Linked DNA regions of Ovis aries: region 1 is linked to region 2. A link is a contact called in public Hi-C data. All regions are on one chromosome and are shown on one strand. Each heading gives the region's core, a stretch centred on a gene start, on an enhancer-like site or on the middle of the called end of the contact. The rest is flanking DNA. Distances are from core to core; before and after follow the strand shown. Region 1 holds the start of ABHD10 (abhydrolase domain containing 10, depalmitoylase). Region 2 holds the start of PLCXD2 (phosphatidylinositol specific phospholipase C X domain containing 2).

Evidence for each region. Hi-C and Micro-C count contacts between places; a contact is called where the count stands out from the background.
Region 1: a Hi-C map of skin fibroblasts shows a contact between it and region 2, with 2.3 times the contacts expected there. The contact joins the promoter of ABHD10 here to the promoter of PLCXD2 in region 2. A contact is called at or near these places in 8 of 16 Hi-C or Micro-C datasets (blood, hypothalamus, liver and 2 more).

The regions. Positions count from the first base shown.
Region 1 is chr1:177,695,515-177,701,939 of ARS-UI_Ramb_v3.0, forward strand. It overlaps ABHD10 (abhydrolase domain containing 10, depalmitoylase), which reads left to right and starts at 2,918. Exons shown (of 5, transcript XM_004002909.6): 1 at 2,918-3,095; 2 at 5,560-5,743. The coding sequence starts at 2,954.
Region 2 is chr1:177,383,657-177,390,258 of ARS-UI_Ramb_v3.0, forward strand. It overlaps PLCXD2 (phosphatidylinositol specific phospholipase C X domain containing 2), which reads left to right and starts at 4,485. Exons shown (of 4, transcript XM_004002907.6): 1 at 4,485-5,216. The coding sequence starts at 5,057.

The sequences.
Region 1 (6,425 bases), core at 1,668-4,167, 310 kb after region 2:
GTTCCAAAGAATAGCAAGGAGAGATAACAAAGCCTTCCTCAGGGATCAATGCAAAGAAATAGAGGAAAACAATAGAATGGGAAAGACTAGAGATCTCTTTAAGAAAATTAGAGATACCAAGAGAACATTTCATGCAAAGATGGGCACAATAGAGGACAGAAATGGTATGGACATAGCAGAAGCAGAAAATATTAAGAAGAGATGGCAGGAATACACAGAAGAACTATTACAAAAAAAGATCTTCATGACCTAGATAATCACGATGGTTTGATCACTCACCTAGAGCCAGACATTCTGGAATGTGAAGTCAAGTGGATCTTAGGAAGTATCACTATGAACAAAGCTAGTGGAGGTGATGGAATTCCAGTTGAGCTATTTCAAATCCTAAAAGGTGATGCTGTGAAAGTGCTGCACTCAATATGCCAACAGATTTGGAAAACTCAGCAGTGGCCACAGGACTGGAAAAGGTCAGTTTTCATTCCAATCCCAAAGTAAGGCAATGCCAAAGAATGCTCAAACTACTGCACAACTGCACTCATCTCACACGCTAGTAAAGTAATGCTCAAAATTCTCTAACAGGCTTCAACAGTATGTGAACCATGAACTTCCAGATGTTCAAGCTGGTTTTAGAAAAGGCAGAGGAACCAGAAATCAAACTGCCAACATTCCCTGGATCATCGAAAAAGCAAGAGAGTCCCAGAAAAACATCTATTTCTGCTTTATTGACTATGCCAAAGCCTTTGACTGTGTGGATCACAATAAACTGTGGAAATTCTTTAAGAGATGGGAATACCAGACCTGACCTGCCTCTTGAGAAATCTGTATGCAGGTCAGGAAGCAACAGTTAGAACTGGACATGAAACAACAGACTGGTTCCAAATCGGGAAGGAGTACGTCAAGGCTGTATATTGTCACCCTGCTTATTTAACTTATATGCAGAGTACATCATGCAAAATCCTAGGCTGGATGAAGCACAGGCTGGAATCAAGATTGCCGGTAGAAATATCAATAACCTCAGATATGCAGATAATACCACCCTTATGGCAGAAAGTGAAGAAGACCTAAAGAGCCTCTTGATGAAAGTGAAAGAGGCGAGTGGAAAAGTTGGCTTAAAGCACAACATTCAGAAAACGAAGATCATGGGATCTGGTCCCATCACTTCACGGCAAATAGATGGGGAAATGATGGAAACAGTGATAGACTTTTTTTTGGGGGGGTGGTGCTCCAAAATCACTGCACATGGTGACTCAGCCATAAAATTAAAAGATGCTTGCTCCTTTGAAGAAAAATTATGACCAACCTAGACAGCAGAGACATTACTTTGCCAACAAAGGACTGTCTAGTCAAAGCTATGGTTTTTCCAGGAGTCATGTATGGATGTGAAAGTTGGACTATAAAGAAAGCTGAGCACCAAAGAACTGATGCTTTTGAACTGTGGTGTTGGAGAAGATTCTTGACGAATCCCTTGGACTACAAGGAGATCCAACCAGTCCATCCTAAAGGAAATCAGTCCTGAGTGAGTATTCATTGGAAGGACTGATGCTGAAGCTGAAACTCCAATAGTTTGGCCACCTGATGTGAAGAACTGACTCATTGGAAAAATACCCTGGGAAAGACTGAAGGCAGGAGGAGAAGGGGGCAACAGAGGATGAGATGGTTGGATGGCATCACCGACTCAATGGATATGAGTTTGAGTAAACTCTGGGAGTTTGTGATGGACAGGGAAGCCTGGAGTGCTGCAGTCCATGGGGTCACAAAGAGTCCGACACAACTGAGCAACTGAACTGAACTGAATTACAGAAAGGACATTCTCAAAATTCAGAGACTGGCAGCAGGTCCCTCACCCACTACATGCATTTTGAGATAACATTGGTACAAGGAGAGTTGTTCCGGGTCATAACATGATTGACATGAATCTTGCAGAAAGGCAGTTTGCCAAGCAAATACAGTCTCATTAACATAGCTTAAGAGAATATTCGCATGAGTAAAACATACTAGTTTGTCAAGAGGGTTCTGAGTCTTAAGTGGAATCAACTTGAAGACAGAGTCCAAATACATAGTTCATTAACATAGCTTAAGACAAACACTTCCATAAGAAAAACACATTGATTAGCTCAAGGTTTGAGAAACTAAATTCAGGCGGAAGCAGGTGTTGTCATGGCAACACAGAATTTTAAAAGAAACCTCTTTTAAAATTTGTATGATGTTAAGGGGGAAAAATATAACACTAGTGGTGTGTTTCTCCTGCCTCTTAAGAGGAAGATGTATAATGCCTGACACTTGCACCCTCTTTCCTCCGTTTGGAGACCCCTGGCCTTCAGGCCTGTTAACCTACTCAGTATCAGGAGTGAGACCGACTTGCAATGCAGCAAGCTTAACACTTTATTTATGTTTCAGTTCCCTCGGGTCTCGGGATGACCAGACGTTTTCCTGTCTAGGAATGTTGCATGGGGATCCTCTCTTTGCTTCCAGTCCTGGAGTATGCACTGATCTAGAAAGCAGGCTACCAAGGACGCTCAAAATATCCCAAGCTGTCATAGACCACGCGGGAACCGACTCCTTGAAAAAGACCCTGATGCTGGGAAACATTCAAGGCACGACAAGGGGACAACAGAGGATGAGATAGTTGGATGGCATCACCAACTCGATGGACATGAATTTGAGCTAGCTTTGGGAGTTGGTGATTGTCAGTGGAGCCTGGCATGCTTCATGGGGTCGCAAAGAGTCGGAGACGACTAAGTGGCTTAACTTAAACCTCCCCACAGACTATCCCAGCAGAAAAACGCTGTAAGAGCGCCGACACTCTGCGCATGTGCGTTCTCTGGGGGTGGAAACTCTGGCCAGGGCTGTTTGTCAATTTGCTGCCTCCAGCCAGCGGCGCATGCGCACCTTTGTTTCTGGGCGCAGTGCGCATCTCAGTAGGCGGGCGCAGGGCGCAGGGGCTGCTGGGAAGATGGCGGGGGTGGGCCTGGCGGCCGTGGCCGCTTGGGTACCTTGTCGCAAGTGGAGCTGGGCGGCAGTCACCTTCGGCTTCCACCATGGTCTCAGCACGTTACTTGCACGGAAGACTGAGCGGACGCCACAGTGGCTCCGAGGTCAGTGTACGAAAGACTAGAGTGAGACGCATTCTTTCGAACATACCGGATTTCGGCGGTTCCTGTCCCGTGCGTTTTTGGCGCTCCGTTCAGAAATCCTCTTTCCAGGTTCTCAGTACCCCAGTTCTTTTAACAATACTGATGAAGGTAGTGAGAGAGCTCTGCCAGACCCCGGGGTATCCTGACAGCCCGGGCAGTGGTTGGCGTCATGCTCTGTAGTTCAAGGATTCTCTCTGCCCAGCTATCCTGTGTTAAGCGCCCAAGACTAGGAAAAATTCAGATGTGCATTTAATGTGTTTGATTATTAATTGCTTTATCTTTTCTGTGCACGTTCTAAGGGGTTTACGGATCGTGACTGTTAGTTACGTAGACCTGCTCTCTCTTGAGCGATTTTACAGGAGGGTTTTACCTGTTCTTTGTAAAAGTGTTAACTTTCGCTTTTTTTTGCTTGTTTTGGGTCTTCCCGCCCCAACCTTGCCGCCAAGATTCCAGCCCAGTAAAAAACATAGCCATTACTCTACAAGGGAAGTTAGAATTTGGACAAAAATTAAAGCCCCTGAATATTTCTTTGTCCATTATTGTTCTCCGGCTCATCTCACCTCCACTCCCCCGTATATATAGCCTGTCTTCCTGAATTATGTCTTTATATTTTGGGATTCATACCCTTGTTCCCCAGCTGTCAGATGCATGGTGCTTGAAATGGGGACTGTCTTTGTAAATACCCTTTGTTTTGAGTTAAAATTTTTAAATATATAGTCAATTTAATTGTTCACAACCAAAAGGCTGTTATATATGTCCCTCTAGCAAAGTATAGTATGTCATTTCAGTAACTAGAATATGATTCTCTTTCACTGTTTAGTAGTTTCACTGAAGATATATGCCTAAGATTTTGATCTAATTCTTCTAGTACAAAGATCATTTATGGATATTGTGTTAAGCAGACCATTTATAACTCATTAAGATTAAATAAATTGTAATGGTCTCATGGAAAAAAGGATAGGAATGAGTTTTTGAATGCTAGAGAAATGGATAAAGAACATTTTTGCTGCTACAATCTGTCAGTCTACATAACTGGCTCCTATTTTCCTTGTTTTTCACTAAAAGTTTTTAATTTGGCATATTTCACTCTGCGTTGAAACTCTGAAGCAAGCCTACGTGTAAAAGGGATAGCTTTAAGGCCTTCAGTTCAGTGTTAAAAAAATCAACTTCTCAAATCCAAAATGAGGAAAACTTTATTAGCTCACATGGAAGAAACTGTGAAGTTTTAATTAGCCACAATAGAGAAAGGTTTCAAGGAATAAAAAAGAGATTTCATTAGTTCAGAAAAAGACTATTAAGGGAATACACGAATCTGATTTCTCTGGAGGGAGAAAATGGGATTATAAATGACTTTGTTTTTAAACATCGTTCTACATTTTTTAAGAACAAGTATTGACTTTATGGCTTCCCAGGTGGTGGCCACAGTGTAAAGAATCTGCCTGCCTATGCAGGAGATGTAAGAGATGGGTTCAGTCCCTGGGTAAGGAAGATCCCCTGGAGGAGGAAATGGCAACCCACTCCAGTATTCTTGCCTGGAAAATGCCATGGCCAGAGGAACCTGGTGGGCTACAATCCATGGGGTCGCAGAGAGTCGGAGGTCACTGAGCACAAGCACCCGTTGACCTTACTGTCGGGTGGGGAAAGAACTTTAAAGATGGTGGAGTGGAATAACATTATAAGGGTGGCCCATTGTCCCTTTTTACTTGCATTCAGGTTTGTGTGTACCTTTCAAGAAAGCCAAACCAACAAATAAAACACAGTGATTGGGAGTCCTATGAGAAATCTTTTTCCGAAAATGGTATTATATATTTACTCAAGATTATTTGTAAGGAAACTGTTAGCAAACCCTCCTCAGCAGCTAGAGAATCATGATTGACTATTACCATGGCCCAAGACCTTATGGGTGGAGAAAGAATAAGTAGTGAAAGGGGCCAGCACCCCTATCTTTGATTCAGTTTCCCAACATTAGACCAGACTTGTTTCTCTCCCTCCCCACCAAAAAGTAGAGGATGTGAAACCCCTCAGACATTAAAAAAATTTTTCAAAAAAGACTGACATCTCCCAAGAAAAGGCTTAAAACTAGTGTAGGTAAGTATGAATATTGATTGATACTGTTTGGGACAGATGATATAACAGCAGCAGGAAAACATTTTTGACAAGTCGCTCTGTCTTTAGTGGCCTAAAATTTCCTTGTGTATTTTGGAAGAATCATGATTGAACCTTGCTCAGAGAAAATCAATTGTGACATGATTTTTAAAGATAGGCGCAGACTTGTGACTTTAATACTTCGTGTCTATATTTTTTCCTATGAAATGGAAATAGTATTTGATATCAATTTGACGAGTTAAGAAAGTTAAGATTGAAAATATGTATGGTTTTCCAAAAACTGTATTTGCAAACTTTATGTTTTGTGTGCTTTGTTTAGCTTGCAGACACAAGACATCAATCTCTTTCCTTAGTCGACCAGACCTCCCAAACCTGGCTTATAAAAGGCTAAAAGGCAAAAGTCCAGGAATTATCTTCATCCCTGGCTATATTTCTAATATGAATGGTACAAAAGCATTGGCGATTGAGGAGTTTTGCAAATCTCTAGGTCACGCCTATATAAGGTAGGAATAACACATTTCAAAGAAAATATTACTACCATTTACCTTAGCAATCAAGAATTACTTCTGCTCTAACCAACTGAAATAAATGCCAGCCTTTTTATAGATTAATTTATCTTAACAGTCTGTAAACTTTCATCTTGTGATTTAGGGTTCATGTAAAATGCAGTCTTTAATAGTTTTTTTTTTTTTTTAATTTTTAACTGGAAGATAATTGCTTAACAATATTGTGTTGGTTTCTGCCATATATCAACTTGAATCAGCCATAGGTATAAGTATGTCCCCTCCCTGGTGAACCTCCCTCCCATCTGGTCTTTGTGCCACGCTGATGATGCTGGCAGACAGGGAAATTAGTCGTAACTTAAGCGATTTAGAAACAATATTCTAACATGACAGCAAACCAGTATACTAGGTGGTTTTCCTTTGGGGACTTAAGGACCGCTGTTATTTAACCACTGTTTATTTCATTTCTTTCAAAATATGCAGTTTAAAATAGCATCTGTGTTTAAAACTACTGTAAAATTAATATTGTGTAATTCACATTTTCACTGAATTTCCTCTTTCCTCTCACTTCTGTAGTCTGAATATGTATATATAAGCATAAGTAAGGATATGTGTTGTTTACTACTTGATTTTACAATTCTTAATATTTCATACTGATAATTATTTTACTAAAATAATGTTT
Region 2 (6,602 bases), core at 3,235-5,734:
GTCTGATCCTTATCACATTGTTTTGGGAGCCTGTATTGGGGAAATGAGGCTGAGAAATGACTAGAGATGAACTGCTGATATGAGGCGCAAAGCAGTCTTACACTCCATTTCATCTTTCATTTATCTGGCTCATCATTTCAGTTCCCCACCCTCACCACATCCTCCAGCCAGGAAAAAAGTCATGAATGAGGCATCACTGTGGAACTCAAAGCATCGCACAAACTCTCACCTCCAGACCATGTCCCTGGAACAAACACATGCCTGGTTGTAATGCTCTTTGGGCTGTTCCTTTCCCATTAAGCACACAGCCTGGGAGAGAAGGTAGCACAGGGTCTTGGATGTGGGGGCCGGAGACAGCCTCAGCCTCAGCATCATTAAGTTGACGTGTTTCCTCAGAAGCTCTTAGGGTGCCTTCAGTCAAGCAAAACCCAGGCCATCTTGCCCTGCCAACCAGACATATCCAAACGACAAGCCGTTTGCTCTGGGACCATCAGTGTTCACTTCTGAAGTGATTCCAAAGAAAATGAACCATCTTTAACATTTCCAAAATAATGTAGCCTCCAAGACAGGACAAAGCCTGCAGTCACCTCTTCAGGAATTCAGTAGGGTCCTTAATCAAGTAATGGAGAAAAACAATTCCAGAAAAGAAAATAAAAGTTGTAGACATATTTACAGAAACAGGTTTGATTAATTGATGAACATTTTGATGAGAATTTCAAGTGATGAAAATAATCCCAGAGGAAGTCAGGCTGTCTACTGTGGGCCTTGAGTTTATAGGTCCTTGGAGATAAGAAGTGAGAACCAAGAAGCAAGCACCATAGTTTCAAAGGTGCTCTGTGCGCCAGAGTTTCTGCATGCTTTCTCACTTTTTTCCTGCTTAGATAACTGATTTCAGTAACTTACCCAAATGACTGTATTTCTCTAACAATTCTTCATTATGCTGGCGTTATCTTCTATATACAGTATGGATCATTTTTCTCCCCTTCTCAAAAACTTGCAATGGCCCCTTTTATCTGTAAAAAAGGAAGTCCGAACTCTCTAATGTACTGTGGTCTTAAACATCCTTTACCAGGTTTGCAATAATAATAGGTAACATATGATGAGAAGCCATTGGCACAATGATCAGGAGACTGGGGTCACAGTTCTGCCACTAGCTAGGAGCTCTAGGGCAGAGTTATGTAGCCTCTGAGCTTCAGTGTCCTTTGTCAAATGGGGCTAGGAAGAGTATTTAACTCATTGAGCTCTTGTGATGGTCCAATGAGAATAAATGAGTTCTATTCTCCATGTATCCCTCATGTGTTATCTGTTCCTCACATCTCGCATTCATTGTCATAGCTTTGCTTATGTTTTCTCAGCTATACAATCTGTTTCATGCACCAAAGCCCTCCACCCATTTTCCACTTGCAGAAACTCTTCTTGAAATTCCAGACCTGGCTTGAAATGCCACCTCCTCTTTAATGCATCTCTTGGCCCTTCCCCCATCAAAATGTAATTGTCCTCCACATGCACTTCTATTATTATTACCCCTCATTCAGCCTCACATTACATTTTGAAATTCACATATTTGACTCTCTTTTCTCCTGGATTATATATTATCTGACGTTCATCATATGCCAGCTTTTAACTTTCCCTCCATTCCTAGCACCTATCAAAATGATTTGCACAGGATCAACACTCCCTTGGTTGTAACTGTCAATTAAAATGGACTTGCTTTAAAATTCAATCCTCCTATTAATTTAGTCTCCTCTCTGCTTAATTTTTTTCATAATACAGTATGTAACAAAATGTTAACCATTCATACTCTAGGTATTAATCTACATTTTAAAATTAGTGTTTCCAAAGCTAATGTGGCATAGTATAAAAATTCCACTCGTAATTTGGTTTCCAAGACAGTATGACAGAAAAATTATTCTCTAATACTTAGAAATTCTTAGCTGGGATTTTTAATGTAAGGTTTTTTCATTATAAAAGTGATATGAAAATGTTATAAAACCTCAGAAAAGAGAGTGAAAATGCAGTGCATATTCCCACCTAGCAAATGAGCTTATTTCCTAACGCCCTATTACTCAAAGCATGGTCTGAACCAGTAGCAGCAGAAGCAGCTCGAATCTGGTTAGAAACAAAGAATCTCAGGCCTGTCCCAGAGCAACTCAATCAGAATATGGCTGATTTGCACATTAAAGGTTGAAAAGCACTGGTCTAAGGTACTGCCTGGAACCCAGCAGGGCATGTTTACTGAGCATCGCCTTCCTTCTAACAGATGTTTCTAGAACACCTGCTACATGCCAGTACTGTACTAGAGGCTGTGTCTTCACCTGCACTTCTTCCAGCACTGACTCAAGGATATATGGAGAGCATGCTATCTTCTTTTGAATGTTTTCTTACACAGTCTAAGTAGTTTTGACTGAAAACTGCCAGAGATGCAAAACATCTCATTCTGAAGTGGTTCCACTTCTCTTGTTTTCTCACAGTGATCTCTCTCAGTTTAAGGTTTAATGTGTTTTTATTCTGCTCCTTCTTTGCATTAAGAGCTCAAAAATAAGGGGGAAAAGTCATTGAAATTAACATTCCAGGTAAAGCTGAAAGAACACTTTCTGTTTTCTTTAAGCAGCTTTCCTTTGAGGTTTTCTTTTTTTTTTCTAAATTGTACGTTTAAGGAAGCCCAGAAAAGGTGACATTTCAAAAGTGGATCTTGGGATACTCCTTCAAGAATATGGAGTGGGGGTGAGGGAGCATTTCATTGACTAAAACTGCTAGGTGACAGTCATTCTCAACATGTACAGCACTTACACTGAAGTGCTCTCTAAAAATCAGAAGCTGTATGATAAATAGCGTAGACTTTCTTTTTACTAACCAAGTCTTCCTTGTGGCTCAGCTGGTAAAGAATCTGCCTGCGATGCAGGAGACCTGGGTTCCACCCCTGGGTTGGGAAGGTCCCCTGGAGAAGGGAAAGGCTACCCACTCCAGCATTCAAGCCTGGAGAATTCCATGGATTACACAATCCATGGGGTTGCAAAGAGTCGGACCGTCTGAGCGACTTTCGCTTTCACTTTTCACTCACTCCTTCGGAAACAAAACTTTTGGTCTTATTACACAGCTCAAAAAGCTGAAAAGCAGGTTTAAACGAACATTAATAGGTTAGAAGAGGAAATTTAATGAAATGTCAAAAGGGGGCACCATACAGCAAGAGTTAAGTGTACAGAGAAGTTGCTTTGCCGCTGTGTAGTTACCTTGGAGATGAAGAGGTGGGGCCACTCGGTGATTAAGTGTCAGCTCACCCAGAGGTCTGTTTGTACAGGAGCCTACTGTCTGCTTTTGGCAGAAGTTGCTGTTTCCTTTTCCCGTAAGCCCTCCAGAGTCACTGGGGAGCTGCCTGGCCTGACACCCTCCAGGGTCCCACCATCAAGGTCTGGTTGTTTTTCTCCATTTGCCTATCTGCCAGGGTGTTCGATGTACAAAGTTCTCATCATTACAGAGGCCCTATAGTTTACACCGTGGAAAAGGACCATTTGAGAGTGTACGGAATATTGAAAAAAGCACAAAAATGGGTTTCTATGCCCACAAGCCTCTGGGCTCAAGGGTCTTATTCCAAAATGGGATTTCCAAATAGGGCCGCCACATGAACTGTTCCCAGAAGGCTCCCGAACTTTTCATTTCGAATATGAAAAGGGGGGTCTTATCACCAACCTACCACCAACCCTGCCTGACTTTTAGGGATACTGTGAAGAGCAAATGGGACAAAGAATTTGGAAGAAGGTTCCAAACAACAGGCAATGCAAATGTAAAGTATAATTTCCATTTCTGCAAAATGGGAATAAGTAGTGTGTTGCTGCTAAGTCGCTTCAGTCGTGTCCGACTCTGTGCGACCCCATGGACTGCAGCCCACCAGGCTCCTCCGTCCATGGGATTTTCCAGGCAAGAGTACTGGAGTGGGGTGCCATTGCCTTCTCCAAGTAGTGTGTACCTGAATCTTAATTAGGTAATGGTTCAAATACAAACCATCCTTGATACTGTCATTCAGATGTGATATAGTGCTCTTAGCCTCTTTATCTCTCATATTTCTGCTGCCTGTGTGGTTTATTGGAAATGTTATATATTCCCTGTGTAATTGTCATTGTGCGTGTGTGTGTGTGTGTGTGTGTGTGTGTGTGTGTGTGTGTGTGTAAGGGAAAGAAGGAGGGCAACGCGTGGTTGCGTTTAACCTCTGTGCTGACTGTGTGAAAGGCCAGAGGAAAGACCTGTCCTAGCCAAGCCCTGACTCGTCCAAGCGTGCACGTTCCCCTGCCCGCAGTCTCTGCGGCGGCTATAAGCGCAGGAAGGCGGGAGTAACAGAAGGTGGGGGTCGGGGAGGGCAGCAGAGGGGCGGGCGCCGCTCGGAGGGGCAGCCCGTGAGGGCGCGGGCCAATCGGAGCGCCCTCTGCCAGCGGCCAATCACAAGCCGCCTTGCCGGGCAAATCTGCCCGGCAGTGCCGGGCGGGGCCGCCAGAGTCCGGGGCCCGCCGGTTACACTTCTGAGCGCCTTCTGGAAGCCACAGGGCAGGGGGAACAGTGCGGAGGAGCCCGAGAAGGGAGATCAGGCAGGTCCAGCTTATGTGCCAGCCCAGTGGCACTCATAAAAGCGTAAATCAAGCTGAGGATGGTGCGTCCGGGCGCTCACGAGTGTATAGACACACCGGCGTGTCTGTGTGTCGCGTGGGCACCTGTCGTGTGAGTGGCTCCAGGCGTGGCTGCTCGTAGGACGTTCAGTTTCTGTCAGATTTATTTCGAGGGGCCTACGTTCCCCCGGTCCAGAGGGGGGACGTAAGAAGTTTAACGAAGCTGGGTCTGAGCAGATTAAGGGAACAGCGGCTGGGTCGGTGAGGGTGGGGACTGCGGGTGCTGCGGGGACTGGGGGCTAGGGAATCTCGTCCTTGCCCCGCGTCTTCCTGGGGCACGAAGGCCTTTGGGCAAGACTGGCGTGACACAGCTGGCCCTGAAATGCTGGAGAACCTGGGCGATGATGATCGCTGAATGAGTGGCACTGGGCTGAGCTCGGACAGCTGACTGACAGAAAGGGATGCTAGCGTTTAGGAAGGTAAGAAGGAAACTCAGAATGGGGACCATCTGCTCCCCCAACCCCAGCGGGACAAAGACACTGGAGGTCTGCAATGCCGACTGGATGGCCTCACTCCCTTCTCACCTCCACAACGTCCCCCTTTCCAATCTGGCAATTCCAGGTATTCTTTTATTCCTACTTGTACCCACTCTGTTTGCTTCTGCCGTTTTAGTGTGGTTAATGGGTTGGGCTGCCTTTCTATTGTGCTGAGAAAATAATTGTCACTGACCTTAACTAAACCTCTTTTTATTTCCAACTAAAAGCTTAACATTGAAGCAGCTGCTGTAAAGAGATTTAAGTACACTGCCTCATTGGCAAAAAGGGACTTGAGAATGGAAGCCCCATTTTTGGTTTGTTTGCTTGGGTCTTTTTGTTTTGTTCTTGAATAGACTCATTCTAAGAACATTACCTTCTTAGTGTTGGGGCCAGGGTATGTGAAAGATGTGGTTTTTTGGTATCACTCAAAATAAAAAGAGAGATCAAGACAATGAATAAGAAGTCATGAACAATTTTAGATCTGGATCAAAATTAACACTGTAAAGTGTTTTCTTTCTCATTTATCTGACCTTGCATAGTGGAGAAACAAACAGATTAGCATTTAAGAAGAGGTTCAGAACTAGGACTGAGTATCCAAACACATATTATTGTTGTTGGAAAAGCCAGAACAGAGAACACAGGTGTTTGTCACAGCCAGTCATTAGGTGTGATGAAGAAGTGGTGTTTGAAGCTTTGTCTATATATACACAGGTGTCTGCCTGGCTGATCTAGAACTGAAGGCTTGAAACCCACTTCTGCACCAGCCGCTCTCCCTCCTGGGGGGTTTGTACTGTGACAACACTCTCATTAGATTTGTCCTTTTCCTTCCATCCAAAAGCTGATTAAAGCTGGGTTTCCAGGGAAGGAGGTTGACTACAGTGATCCTGGTATTGTGTGCTGGGCAAGGTCTAGATTCTGATACTTGGAAAGCACTGCCAGGAGCAGGGGAATGGACCACTGCCAATCCTTTCTCTCACCTGGAGGCATAACAATTGCCTTCATCCCTAGACTACCAGGCAAACTCCCAGACATCCCTGGGAGCAGTCTGCCTTTTGGTGGCAGACAGGATGACCTCATGCAACCCCAGGTCTTTGCTTTCTATGCATGAGGAAGAGTTGTGCCAGCTCCAGGTGCAGCCTTCCCTGAGTCGCCTCTTCTTTTGGAGGTCTTCCAGGTTCATCGTCTTCATAGGCTCTTGTTGCTTTTGAGCAAGGAGACGGTTGCTAAATCTCTTTATAGTTATGACCACTTGTGTTCTATCAGCCATTGACTACGGCTCTCTGGGAGATAGACGGTGGTGCTTCAGAACAGGTCTTTTCCTTGTTTAATTGACGCCTGCGGAGTCATTGCCAAAATGATGCACAGGCCTCTTTTAACGTGAGTCATTTGTCTTTAGGCTTTTTGATGGAATTGTTTTGTCAGGTGGTACGGCAAATAGAATGTGTTTGCAAACAGAATGGCATCCTAGGCA